3 separate regions of the Mus musculus genome follow, and regions 2 and 3 are each linked to region 1. A link is a contact called in public ChIA-PET data. All regions are on one chromosome and are shown on one strand. The core of a region is the stretch at or near the end of the contact, and the rest is flanking DNA. Distances in the headings are between cores, read along the strand shown. Region 1 overlaps Sass6 (SAS-6 centriolar assembly protein). Region 2 has its middle 41 kb from the start of Gm40125. Region 3 overlaps Cdc14a (CDC14 cell division cycle 14A).

Evidence for each region. ChIA-PET counts read pairs in DNA pulled down with a chosen protein or histone mark.
Region 2: an RNA polymerase II ChIA-PET map of memory CD8 T cells shows a contact between it and region 1, with 7 read pairs. The contact joins two enhancer-like sites. A contact is called at or near these places in 1 of 115 datasets of contacts at active chromatin or transcription factors (memory CD8 T cells) and 2 of 9 other capture datasets (liver and pancreatic islet).
Region 3: an RNA polymerase II ChIA-PET map of effector CD8 T cells shows a contact between it and region 1, with 20 read pairs. The contact joins two enhancer-like sites. A contact is called at or near these places in 2 of 115 datasets of contacts at active chromatin or transcription factors (effector CD8 T cells and memory CD8 T cells) and 3 of 9 other capture datasets (adipose tissue, liver and pancreatic islet).

The regions. Positions count from the first base shown.
Region 1 is chr3:116,628,872-116,633,050 of GRCm38.p6, reverse strand. Sass6 (SAS-6 centriolar assembly protein) reads right to left here. Exons shown (of 17, transcript NM_028349.3): 17 at 2,065-4,179. Mfsd14a (major facilitator superfamily domain containing 14A) reads left to right here. Exons shown (of 12, transcript NM_008246.2): 12 at 571-1,887. The coding sequence ends at 777. Among named protein-coding and RNA genes, the nearest start is that of Trmt13, 16 kb to the right of the region's middle. Within about 2 kb of position 2,735, at least 8 of the 459 cell types and tissues checked have an H3K27ac peak or open chromatin away from gene starts, as enhancers often do. A contact at or near this core is called in effector CD8 T cells and memory CD8 T cells, where this site is marked.
Region 2 is chr3:116,463,251-116,467,124 of GRCm38.p6, reverse strand. It overlaps the pseudogene Gm26358. Among named protein-coding and RNA genes, the nearest start is that of Gm40125, 41 kb to the right of the region's middle. Within about 2 kb of position 1,299, at least 37 of the 459 cell types and tissues checked have an H3K27ac peak or open chromatin away from gene starts, as enhancers often do. A contact at or near this core is called in memory CD8 T cells, where this site is marked.
Region 3 is chr3:116,378,081-116,381,898 of GRCm38.p6, reverse strand. The region is part of intron 4 of Cdc14a (CDC14 cell division cycle 14A); the gene reads left to right. Among named protein-coding and RNA genes, the nearest start is that of Cdc14a, 44 kb to the left of the region's middle. Within about 2 kb of position 1,303, at least 104 of the 459 cell types and tissues checked have an H3K27ac peak or open chromatin away from gene starts, as enhancers often do. A contact at or near this core is called in effector CD8 T cells and memory CD8 T cells, where this site is marked.

The sequences.
Region 1 (4,179 bases), core at 1,486-3,985:
ACAGGGTTTCTGTAGGGTTTTGCCCACAATGAATATGATTTGGGCTAAAATGTTTTATTTTTGTGGTTAGTGGCATTGTATTTATTTTTGAAACACGATTCTACAGGTGTATTATTAACATGTGTAGTTTAGGCTCTGTGCTAAAAGCCACCCACAGTTATCCAAGTTACTTTGCCAGTTTTTGATTTTTGTTTTTAAAGGTTTGAGTACACATTGTTGTCCTCAGACACACCAGAAGAGGGCATCAGATCCCATTACAGATGGTTGTTAGCCACCATGTGGTTGCCTGTAATTGAACTCAGGACCTCTGGAAGAGCAGTCAGCGCTCTTAACCACTGAACTATCTTTCCAGCCCACTTTGCCATTTTTTTGTTGGCAGGATTTTACAATAAGAATAAAAATACCTTTTCTCCTGAAAAGTGATTTTATAGCTATTGCTTCAATAAAGGCATTGACTTTAAAAAAAAAAAAAGAAAATCTGAGCAGACAGTTGCTGAGACATTGGAGGCTGGGGACGGGGGCTGGGGGGAGTATTTGTGCAAAAAACATTAACTATTGTTTCTTCCTCAGAATTCCATCATCCCTGGTCCCCCTTTCCTCTTTGGAGCCTGTTCGGTACTGCTGGCTCTGCTCGTTGCCTTGTTTATTCCGGAACACACTAATTTAAGTTTAAGGTCCAGCAGTTGGAGGAAGCACTGTGGCAGTCACAGCCATCCTCACAGTACACAAGCGCCAGGAGAGGCCAAAGAACCTTTACTCCAGGACACGAATGTGTGACGGAAATCAGGAAGACTTCTCTCTCTCGCAGCACCCAGGTCTTAGTTTTCACCTGTAGCTCTGGATGTACATTCCATTTCCATCTGCAGTGTACTTTAAGACTGTCTTAAGAAATACTTGCATGAACTCCGTGGGAACTAAAGAAAGAACCGGACAGTTTTCCAAAGATGTTACACTTTCTTTCAAAAAGAAACCTTTTGTTTATATTAGCACCACTCTCTTGCCACTAAACTGTTTTATTACACATCTTTAATTAAAGCTCTATCTGTAACTCCGTCTCTGCCATTTCCTTAGGTGTTGAGCCTTTACCTGCTCGTGCTGACTCAGCGACACTAGGCAGGATGGTTATGGACCTGTTTGCTTTAACCTTGTAAAACCTGAGTCATTGTAAAATCTTGGGTCAAATAATTCAAAGCCTTAATGCAGATGCACTAGAAAAGAAATGGTAAAGAATTGTTTGCATTTAAAAGAACTTGTGAAAATTGTAGAAAACCAGAATCATGTTTCAAGCTTGTTTGCCATAATTTTATTTAAAGCATTATTCACGGCTGTTCTGAAGAATGAAAAGATCAGCCACTTAGAATTCAAATTGGGGTGGTCAGAGCCTAGCCATCTGGCTCAATCTGTTTAAATCTGTTCTGCTTCTTATACCACTATTCTTTTGATATTTGCATAATCATAAGGACCTCAACACTTGAATACATAATCTAAAAATTATATAGTAAAGCTGGTAGCCTTGAAAATGTCAATGTGATATCTATATGTAGATAAATATATATAGTGGCCTTTCAGGACTGTCACAGTAACACTTTATTTACAGAGCTAATGTTTGTCCTAAATTTTCAGGACCCTAGAAGAGAGCTTTATACAATTACTGATGTGAATTTCTCTAAAGTGTATATTTTTGTGTCCAGTTATATTATTTAAAAAAGTGTTACTTTGTAAAAATGTACATAAAGTATTGTATAGTTTACACTGTTTTCATCTTGTGTGTGGTTACTGCCTAATGCTTTTTAAACTTGGAGCATTCACTATGATTAAATAAGGTCTCAAATGTAAATATTCTGTTAATAAAATTAAATATTTTAATGATTTTTTTCTTTTTAAAAAGGTCTTGATCTGTGAGTCCCTCCCTGTAAGGCCGGTTTAGGCTTTGTTACAGTAACAAATCCTCTTACCTTAACTTACCTTCTGCAATCCATTTGCTGCCCTCACCTCACCTCACCAAAAACAAAACAAAAAGCCTGAAGATAAAAATAACGAAGTGTGTAGGTCAACCGGAAATGCTTGATTTCCTAAGCACAGTTAGTCTTTTATTTCCTAAACATGCTTCTTGCATATAAAACGCTCAAGCCTCAGTGCTTTATTGACAAAGGTCACAGCTTTCAGAAATAGCAAAAAGCAACATTCTGATGGTTAACACATGTACAGTTATACAACACAAAACAATTTCAGACAAAAGCAGAAGAGGTAGAGCAGAGAGTTGGCGCTATCTGTGTGTGTGGACACTTAGCACAGAGACAGGTCACCAACACCCTGCGTGGAAATGAGCTGTCCTATCGTGGAAACAGGTTTATAAATAGTAAGGGGAGGGTATCTCTTCTAAAAAGCTATATATGTCTTGTATCCCTTTCCAAAGGCTGCCATAGCTCTTAGGTTTATTCTATAGTATTTACAACAGTCCTGTGCTGCATAGAGAGACTTCTTTCCAGAATAAGTGCTTTCAAGTAGTTATAGCAATATTCTTCCCATCACTGAACTGTGATAACAGCCCTCGTTGAAGACAGCTAGCAATAGCCATCATCCTGAAAGTGAGGCTAAAGATTCTACGTCACTGTCTCAAAATGTCTGCAACAGTGTAAAGTACTTGAAAAAAAATGTGTATAAATGTTTTGCCTAGAAACCACATGCATGCCTGATGCACTCTGGGTGACAAAATTGTGAGCTGTCATGTGGGTGCTGGGATTAGAACCCACATCCTCTGAAAAGAGTAGCTAGTGCCGATCATCACTAAGCCATCTCTTCAGCCCCTTGAAACTTAAAATATCACATGATTGTTAACATTTTACAGATAAGATTTTTGGGGTCTTGGAATTTTAATTTCCTTTGGGTGGTTGTCAACAAGAAAACAAAATTAGACCTCTAAGATTATAGAGGGTTGTTTTTGGTTTTTTGTTTCATTTTGTTTTTTAAAACTACTTAATTTCAAAGGAATAGTTCTTGGAAGTTTTTAATAGTGAGGAAGTTGTAATTTCCAATAGTTAACTCTCCTCCTGCTTTATTAACACTGATGACAAATTTTAATATTATAAAAAGTCCCATGAACTTTTATGGTGTTATTACACTGATGATCTTTATGGAATGCCCAGATGACTAAAGCACTTCAGTCATGTAAATACACTGTCCCAATGATTTTTATATAAAAATTATTTCAGAGAAAATGATTTACTCACTATGAATACTTAATTTCACTCAAAATCCTTAAGAGTGTCACTAGGTACATCAACCAAACTCCAAATGCCCATACCCAGGACTTGACTAGCACAAGGTCGAATACACTGTTTTGGGTTTGATTTTTTTTTTGGGGGGGGGGAAGGGGGTTCGAGACAGGGTCTCTCTGTACAGCCCTGGCTGTCCTGGAACTCACTCTGTAGACCAGGCTGGCCTCCAACTCAGAAATCCGCCTGCCTCTGCCTCCCGAGTGCTGGGATTAAAGGCGTGCGCCACCACTGCCCGGCTGGTTTGATATTTTTATCTTACTGATTGGTTATTTTTATTTTCTTTTTTAAGGGAGAAAGAACATAAAATTGGGTGGGTAGGAAACTGGAGACCATCTGGGAGGAGAAATTATAAACCAAATATATTGTGTAACTCAGGCTTGGTGGGTACACAGCTTTAGTCCTAGGTCTTGGGACACAGAGGCAGGTGGATCTGGGTTTGAGGCCAGCCTGGTCTACATACATAGCCAGTTCCAGGACAGCTTGAACTACATAATAATAGACCCTGTCTCAAAAAAAAAAAAAAAAAAAAAACTTTGAAAGTTGTATGAGAACTGAATGTAAAGTCAATGTAAGGCTCAATGGTCACAGGTGGAAGCTCTCCCAGCTCTCAGGTGGCAGATTAAGATTTTTTTTTTTTTACAATAAAAATGATCGAATGAATCACAAGTCTTCAGTTTATATTCCCTGCAGGTGTATCTTGATAAAGTGTCCCTAAGCAGACCAACTGGTAAGAATCTGATACAATCCAGTGACTTTTTGAAACATTCTGTTTTGTTCACAGAAAAAAAAATACCATTTACTCAGCATCCTTATCAATTTCCTAAATTTGTAAATGGCAGCAGTATTATAAAGGATCCAAATGACCTAACAGGAACCAGAAAAAAATTGATTTTGTTATCAA
Region 2 (3,874 bases), core at 50-2,549, 160 kb after region 1:
AAAGCTATGCCCCGCTCGTGCATTATGACTCTGGGCAGGGGTCATGTTGGGCACGGTCTGCCCCCACAGGGCTGCGCGCAACACGGGACTGTGGTCATCTCATGCTAGCTCCCTGCTCAGGCCCCATGGTGCCAGTTCATCTTAGGCTCACTCTTTGCCCGGGAGCCTGCGTGGCCCCATGCGGGGGTCATCTTTCTCAGGCTCATGCCCTCCTGGGACCAATGACCCTCAGAAGGGTTCTTCTAGTGTCCAGCTTTTTCCCTTGGTCCTGTCTCTGACTTGCTCCCCACCCTGGGAGACCATCAAGATCTGTGTGGTGCTAGATTAGCGGCTGTTTCGGGACATCTCCCTCGTCAGGGCCCACAGGTGCCAGAATGGTGGTCATCCCAGGCTTGGTTTTTTTCAGGGGGGTGTTAGGCTGCTAACACAGGTCAGAACACTCTCTCTGTCACTTACTGATACACATGTGACACAGTAGTCATACCCACAACGCCTCTAGGGGCGGGGCAGGTTAAAGGAAATCATGTCATTGGGGCTGGCTGAAAGTTCAGAGTTAATCCAATATCATCATGGCGGGAAGCATGGCACCGTGCAGGCAGACACAGTGCTGGTGAAGGAGCTGAGAGCTCTGTATCTGGATCCAAAGGAGGCAGGAGACTAAGCTTAGATTGAGTGTATGAGACCTCAGACCTCGCACCCACAGTTACAACTTCCTCCAACACCTACTCCAGCAAGCTCTCATCTTCTAACAGTGCCACTCCCTATGGGCCCAATCATTCAAACTTGAGTCTATGGGTGCCATTCTTACTGAAACCCCCACAGTGGGGCAAGCCTGCCAGCACTTGAGAAATGGAAGTTGTGAGATCAGAAGTTCAAGGACAGCCTGAGACCATTTTCTAGAAAACCACAAAAAAAAAAAATAAAATAAAATAAAAATAAAATAAAATTGACTGACCAAACAGCAAAAGGCGAAGGGACAAAAACTACCCTAGGGTATCTGGGATGGTTGAGACATATGAGGGAGTTAAAGGCCAATTAAATATTGCAGAAAAATAGGCTTGTAAACCCGAAGGCTCAGCAATAGAGCACTCTGAAGTGAAACACACCAAAGGGAAAATTCAGGTCATAAGGGGAATCAGCAAGCAGAAATTGTGGGGCAAGTCACACTATTTTAAGTACAGATGTGTAACCACAGTGGCCGAGGAAAAGAAGCAGCAAACGATGGCGACGTCCTTCCGAAGAGGGATGGAAACTACGAACCCACACGTCTAAGAAGCCCAGCCAACCCTGAGCACAGGAAGCAGCCATGACCACGGACAAGAAGCGAATCTTCAGAGTCACTGAGTGGGTGACTCGCACAAGTATATCCCTCTCAGACTGAAAACATCCCCCTCTGAAGCAACGCAACAGAGCATTTGGGAATATATTCAGAGCACCGAGCCTTTAAAAATAATTACAAAGAAAAATATGTTTTAGGGTGAAGACAAAATATTTTTCCCGACCTATAGAAGCTGAAATAATTGACCTTAATAGATCTGTACTAAAAAAAGAAAAAACGTGTGAAAGAAACCCCTCAGGTAGAAGGAAAATCAAAGGAAATAGGCATCGGTAAGTGTGGGTATTGGAGATGGCAGTGCCACCACCCGTGAATGGCTGCAGCATTGTCATCCTTAAACCTCTTTAAAGGCGAACAGACAGCTTACACAGACAGCAGCAACGTATGGCATTGCTGGTGTACATAGCAGCTGTCTGATGTCAGTAGCACAGAGCTGGGAGAGGAGAAGGGAAGTATTCTATAGGTTCTATAGGGGACTCTTACCCTGCATGTGCATGTGGTATAATTGGGTCTGCTTCTGGTGAGCATCCTGGCTGGTAAAGACACTATGAAAAATGTATTCGATTTTTAATGGGCTCAAATTAAATCTATAGATCTGCAATATTTTAAAAAATGATTCTAAGATTTCCCGTGATGGTCCTGTAGCTATTCTGGGGCACACAGATGCATGCTTTTGTATGATGAGGAAATTTCAGCCTTTTTGGGGTGGATGTTAAGGAATGCAGTTGCTGCATACGGCAAGGGTATGTTTAGTTTTGCGAGAACTTGCTGGGCTGTCCTAAGGAGAGGCTGCATCCTCTACAGCACTGAATGCAACTTCTGTCACTGCTCCTCCTGGCCAATTTGGTCCTAGATTTTCACTGGATGCCATCAGAAGCTGGATGCATTCTCTTAGACCTTTAACTTTGTGTTTGGGGCTTTGTTTTGTTTATTTTTGGCTCCACTCTGCAGCCCAGGTTGCTGTATATCCCGAGGATGGACTTGAACTCTTGATCCTCCAGCCAGCACCTCTCAAATGCTGAGATTACAGGAATGTGCTACCATGCCCATCTTAATAAGTAAGCTCTTTTAAGATTACCCTTTGTTTGTTTGTTTGTTTGTTTGTTTTTCTAGACAGGGTTTCTCTATGTAACCCTGGCTGCCCTGGAACTTGCTATGTAGACCAGGTTGGCCTCCAACACAGAGGCCTCTGCCTCTGCTCGGATTAAAGTTGTGGATCACTCCCACACTCCAGACCCACGCTGGCCTCCAGCTAATTACTCTTTTGGGTAAGTGTACACAATAGTGGGGTTTAAATGGCATGTGCTTGGCTCATCTTTCCTCCCATTCTCCCCTCCTTCCCACCCCTTCTTGGAATATTTTCCTTTTTGCTGTGAATGAAATAGGAGCCTGTGGGGGGAGGGCATTTTATTTTCAAACTATAAATATGAATAAAAATATAAACAAACATCTGGATTCCATATGACAGAAAACAAAGCATTCAGAGTCTAGTTTACTGAGCTGAATGCAATGAATGCTCTCCGATCTCATTACTTCTGCATACGGCATAATTTCATTCTTTATGGCTGAATAACGAACTGTCGAATAGACACACCACATTTTCTTTTTGTGTGTATGCCTCTTAAATGTAAAAATTATTCTTACTTATTTTGTGTGTGTATGGGTGGGCACACATATGGGCCGTGGTGCACATACGGAGATCAGAGGGAAATCTGAGGGAGTTGGATCTGTCCTTTCACCATGTGGATCTCAGGGCTGAACTCAGGTTGTCAGGGTTGGTGGCAAGCACTGTGACCCATGGAGCCACCTCACTGGCACCCCATTGTCTTTATCCACCTATCCCTGGCTGGGAACCTAGTCTGATTCCACAACTCGATTGTGAGTCACTGTACTGACACAGCGAATGTGGTTGTCAAGGTATCTCTACTGCAGGGTGAGCTGGATTGCTTTGGATACATACTTAGGAGTGGTACGGAGCTGGGTTATACAGCGATGCTACCTTTGGCTCTTTGAGGAACGCCTTGCTGACTGGCACTGTGGTGGCACTAGTTTAATTCTTATGAGCAGTAGAAAAGGCCTTACCAGTATTTGTGTTCGCCTTTTTGATAGTAGCCATTCCAATTAGGGTGAGATAGGATCCCAATACAGTTTCAATTCATGGTGTCAGTGTAGTTTTTAGTTTTCATTTTCCCGATGGCTAAGGAATTTGACCACTTCTCCTGTATGTGTTCATTTTGAGACAGTGTCTCATTATACAGCCTTCATTGGCCTCCGTCTCCATGGCTAATGGAATCTTCCAAATGGTTTCTTTAATTCATTCTCAGGCCTGGTTATCAGGAGTAGGGAGGGCCTTATTTATAGCAGTTAGTTCCCATGCTTGAACTATGTCATCAGCCCTTGGCAGCACTATTTAATAGTCAGGGTAAGGGGTTGTCAGTTTAGCTCAATAGCCATGTCTGTGCTTATTATATGTGAGGAACTGGGCTCAGTTCCTGGCACAAAGCACTCTGAGATTCTCAAGCCCTATAGTGTCAGGTT
Region 3 (3,818 bases), core at 54-2,553, 250 kb after region 1:
CCGGTATTTTCAGTTTCTCCAAGAGACTCCCATGCCAAGGTCCAGGTGGTTTTTAGTCAGCTGATACTGGGATCATGGGAAAAGCTGCTTGTGTTAAGCGCGCAGATCATAAGACTGATTTATCCTTATCACATTATCATCTGATTCACTGTGTTACCCTCAGGCTTCTCTCAGGCTTTCTCCCCCTTTTCTAGGCGGCCAGAGCAGGCTGTCCGGAGTAACCCTGAAGGAGAAGAGCCTGTCTTTGGTGTCAACTTGGGGCCCTTGCAGAGGCAGCCTGAGCCTCCTAAGTCAGTGTGAAGAGAGTCAGAATGCACCCAGGCACTATCCATTAGGTTTTTAATGTATTTTGGATTCTATAATTTTAACGTGTGAATTTTATTTCAAGGACACGCCCCTAATACACACACACACACACACACACACACACACACACACACACACACACCTGAGTGTTGTGGCACACCCAAATGTCATCATTTGGAGGCTAAGGCTGGGTGGTTGTGAGTGCCAGGCTACTCTGGGCTACATAGTGACACCCTGATTCAAACGAAAGAACGAATCCCTCCAAAAACCACGTGACCCTCCAAAGCCTAGAAAGGAATTCCATTTGATATGATGCATTTCATTATATTTATATGCATTTTCATATTATATATTAATTATATCCTTTCTCCATTGTGGAAAGCGAATTAGTTCATTCAAAACTCTCTCCATATGTGAGTTGAAAGGAGGAGAGCGAGGTGCAGTCCCTGTTCGGTTCGCTCTGTAGACATGACTAAGATCGTTAGAATTTAAGATGTCGTTGCACATTGGTAAGCATAGACTGTGCCACGTGAACCACTGAACACACGTTACTACTTGGCATTCTTTTCTCCTTTCCTTTCTTCCTCTCTGTCTCTTCCTCTCCTTCATCTTTCCTTTCCTTTTCCCTCCCGTTCCAACATGTCCCCCACTCTCATCCCCTCCTGAGTCTTTCTCTGTAGCCCTAGGTAGCCTCAAACTCCACCGATCCTCCTGTCTCTCTTTGGATCTTTGTTAGTTTTTCTCCCCACTCCCACCCCTCATTCTCAGGACTTCCATGGCAGGGCCTTGAAGGGCTTTTGACATTTCATTTTGTAGAGCCAGGCTTATTTAGTTTGGTGGCAAAGTCACGGCTCACGAAAGTAAGTTGCTTTGCTGGTGTCACCTTTGCTTGAAGGAAACATTCAAAGTTGTTCCACGACTTCATAAAGCTCTTAGCAGGGGGTGGCCTTTGTGGTTTACAGCTTCACACTAAAGAGCAGAGCGAGTGTCAGCCTTTCTGTGGGGTCGTGCAGACGGCAGGCTGAGTCAGACTCCTCAATCCTTTCAGGAGTAGGTGTGAGTCATTCATTGGGCTTGCTTGGTGGAATTTCTTATTTAATCAAAATAATACGAAACTTTTTTTTTAAAGACAGGCTCTTCCTGGTGTTTCTCCACCCTGATCTGTCTGCCTGCGCCAGCCCCGCCCCTTCCGGTTCTTCACACTGCCATTTTCTTACCACCTCACTCCGGAGCAAGGCTCAAGCAGAGCTTTCTCCATTTACCTCTAAGGTGCTGTGATAAACTTCCCAAAGTTAGTTCTCTGCAGGCTCTCTCTCCCCTGCTAGAGTGAGTTTCTGGAGTAAAGATATATGGATTTTCACTCAAATATCTATGTCCCCTGTGCCCAAGCCAGTGCCTGTCTCTGCAGTTTTAGTGGAAAAGGGGATGGATGCGCTAGGAAACGTCCCTGCAGGGGGTTCAGAGTCCCAGAGCGAGCGATCCTGTGCTGACCACCTAAACACAGTGCAGACGGACCTCCCCCTCGGTCTCTCCGCTATTACATTTCCATATATGACAGCAAACTCTTCATTATCCCTGACACTAGGTATTAGTCAATTTTGGCCTTAACATATTAAATGGAAAATTCCAAAAAAAAATTAAATAAATAAATAAATAAAAAGTTTTAAGTTGTTTACCATTTCAAGTAGTATCATGATGTTTCTTACTGTCTGGTTCTATTCCACTGTGGCTATGAATTATCTCAGCGTCCAGCAGATCCACATTGTATATCCTACCTGCCCCATAGTTACCCACTACCTGTCTTGGTATCTAGTCTACTGGCATACTGTCTCATTGTTCATATTGCAGTGATCTTTACCAGGTTACTCTCTACCTGTATTATCCACCCAACTTCATCTGATCACTTAGGCACTGCATTTTAAAAAATGATTTATTTATGTATATTAGCACGCTGTTGCTGACACACCAGAAGAGGGCATCAGATCCTTTAGATGGTTGTGAGCCATCACGTGGTTGCTGGGAATTGAACTCATGACTTACAGAAGAGCAGCCAGTGCTCTTAACCTCTGAGTCATCTCTTCAGTAAAAGTGGTGTAAGAAAAGATTTTGAGCGGCTACATTCACATAGCTTCTATGCTGTTACAATTTTTTTCTGTCAATACTAGTTTCTGTTGTTAATCTTTTATTTTGCCTAATAAGTTAAATAACATAGGTATCTATCTATCTATCTATCTATCTATCTATCTATCTATCTATCTATCTATCTATCTATCATCTGTCTATTCATCCATAGTTAACCAGGAGGCAGTAGAATGGCTCTGCAGGTAAAGTGCTTGCTCTTTAAGCTTGAACCCTAGAACCCACACACATGCAGAAAGAGACAGCTGATGTCACACAGTCATACTCTGAGCTCCACACACGTTATACACAAATATGATAATAGTCAACAAGAAATAATAAAAAAAATTACAAAAAAAGAAGCCTTTGGGTCTTCGTGGTTTGAAGCTTCTCTTCTGGGTTGACAAGCATGTCCCCTGTGGGGAAGTGGAGGTCACTCTGCTTTAGTCCTGAGTTCTAGGCCTTGACGCCTCTGACCGGTATCCCACTTCAGTGGTCAATTTGGGTCAGCTGCTTTTTAAAATGTGGGAGTAGGAAGGAGATCCACGATGTGGACAGCATTGGGGAATGCACTAACATTACAGAATCTCATGCGTTAGAATGAGGGACGTCCCAAATCCCATGAGTTTGAACTAATATGTTCCCTTTCAGAGATGTCTGAGATTTTGAGGAAATTCTCAGTGCCTGAAATGTTTTTTTTGTGTGTGTGCCTGCAATAGAGTTGTAGTTTTGACCATAAGCTACATTTTTTTTTAGAGCCCATTTTTAAATGTACTTTCTTCTTAATGATACTTTGGTGAGTTGTAAGGGAAATTATGACAAATAGGGGGTTAGCATTTTAAAAAGTTCCAAAATAGTTTTGTTTTCCTATCTCCAACTAAGTGAATGTATTTGGAAAAAAAAATATAAAAGGATATCCTGGCTTTGGACTGCTGCTATGATTAGCACAGAGGTCAGCAAATGAACTGGATACTAGATTTTATATCTGACATATTGTGCTTATGAATTCAGGAAAGAAGAAGTTGATTAAGATCTTCTATTACGTTGTTGGGCATGGTGGCCCACACATCCCAGAACTCTGGAGGCAGAAGCAGGTAGATCACTATGAGTTTGAGACTGGCTTGGTCTACATATTGAGTTCCATGCCAGCCAGGGCTGCATAATGGTATCCTGTTTCCAAAAAAACCCAAACCAAAACAACCCACCGAACCCCCTAAAAACCAACCAACCAACCAACCACAACAACAAAACTTACAATTAACTTCTTTTTGGGGGGGATTTAAGGAATGTTGTTTGGCCTAAGCCTCCTAGGTTCACAAGCTCCAGGATGTCAACAGAGAGCCTCTGACTTCTTTCTTGTCCACTCTAGCAGTCCAGAGAATCATTTTCTCTGC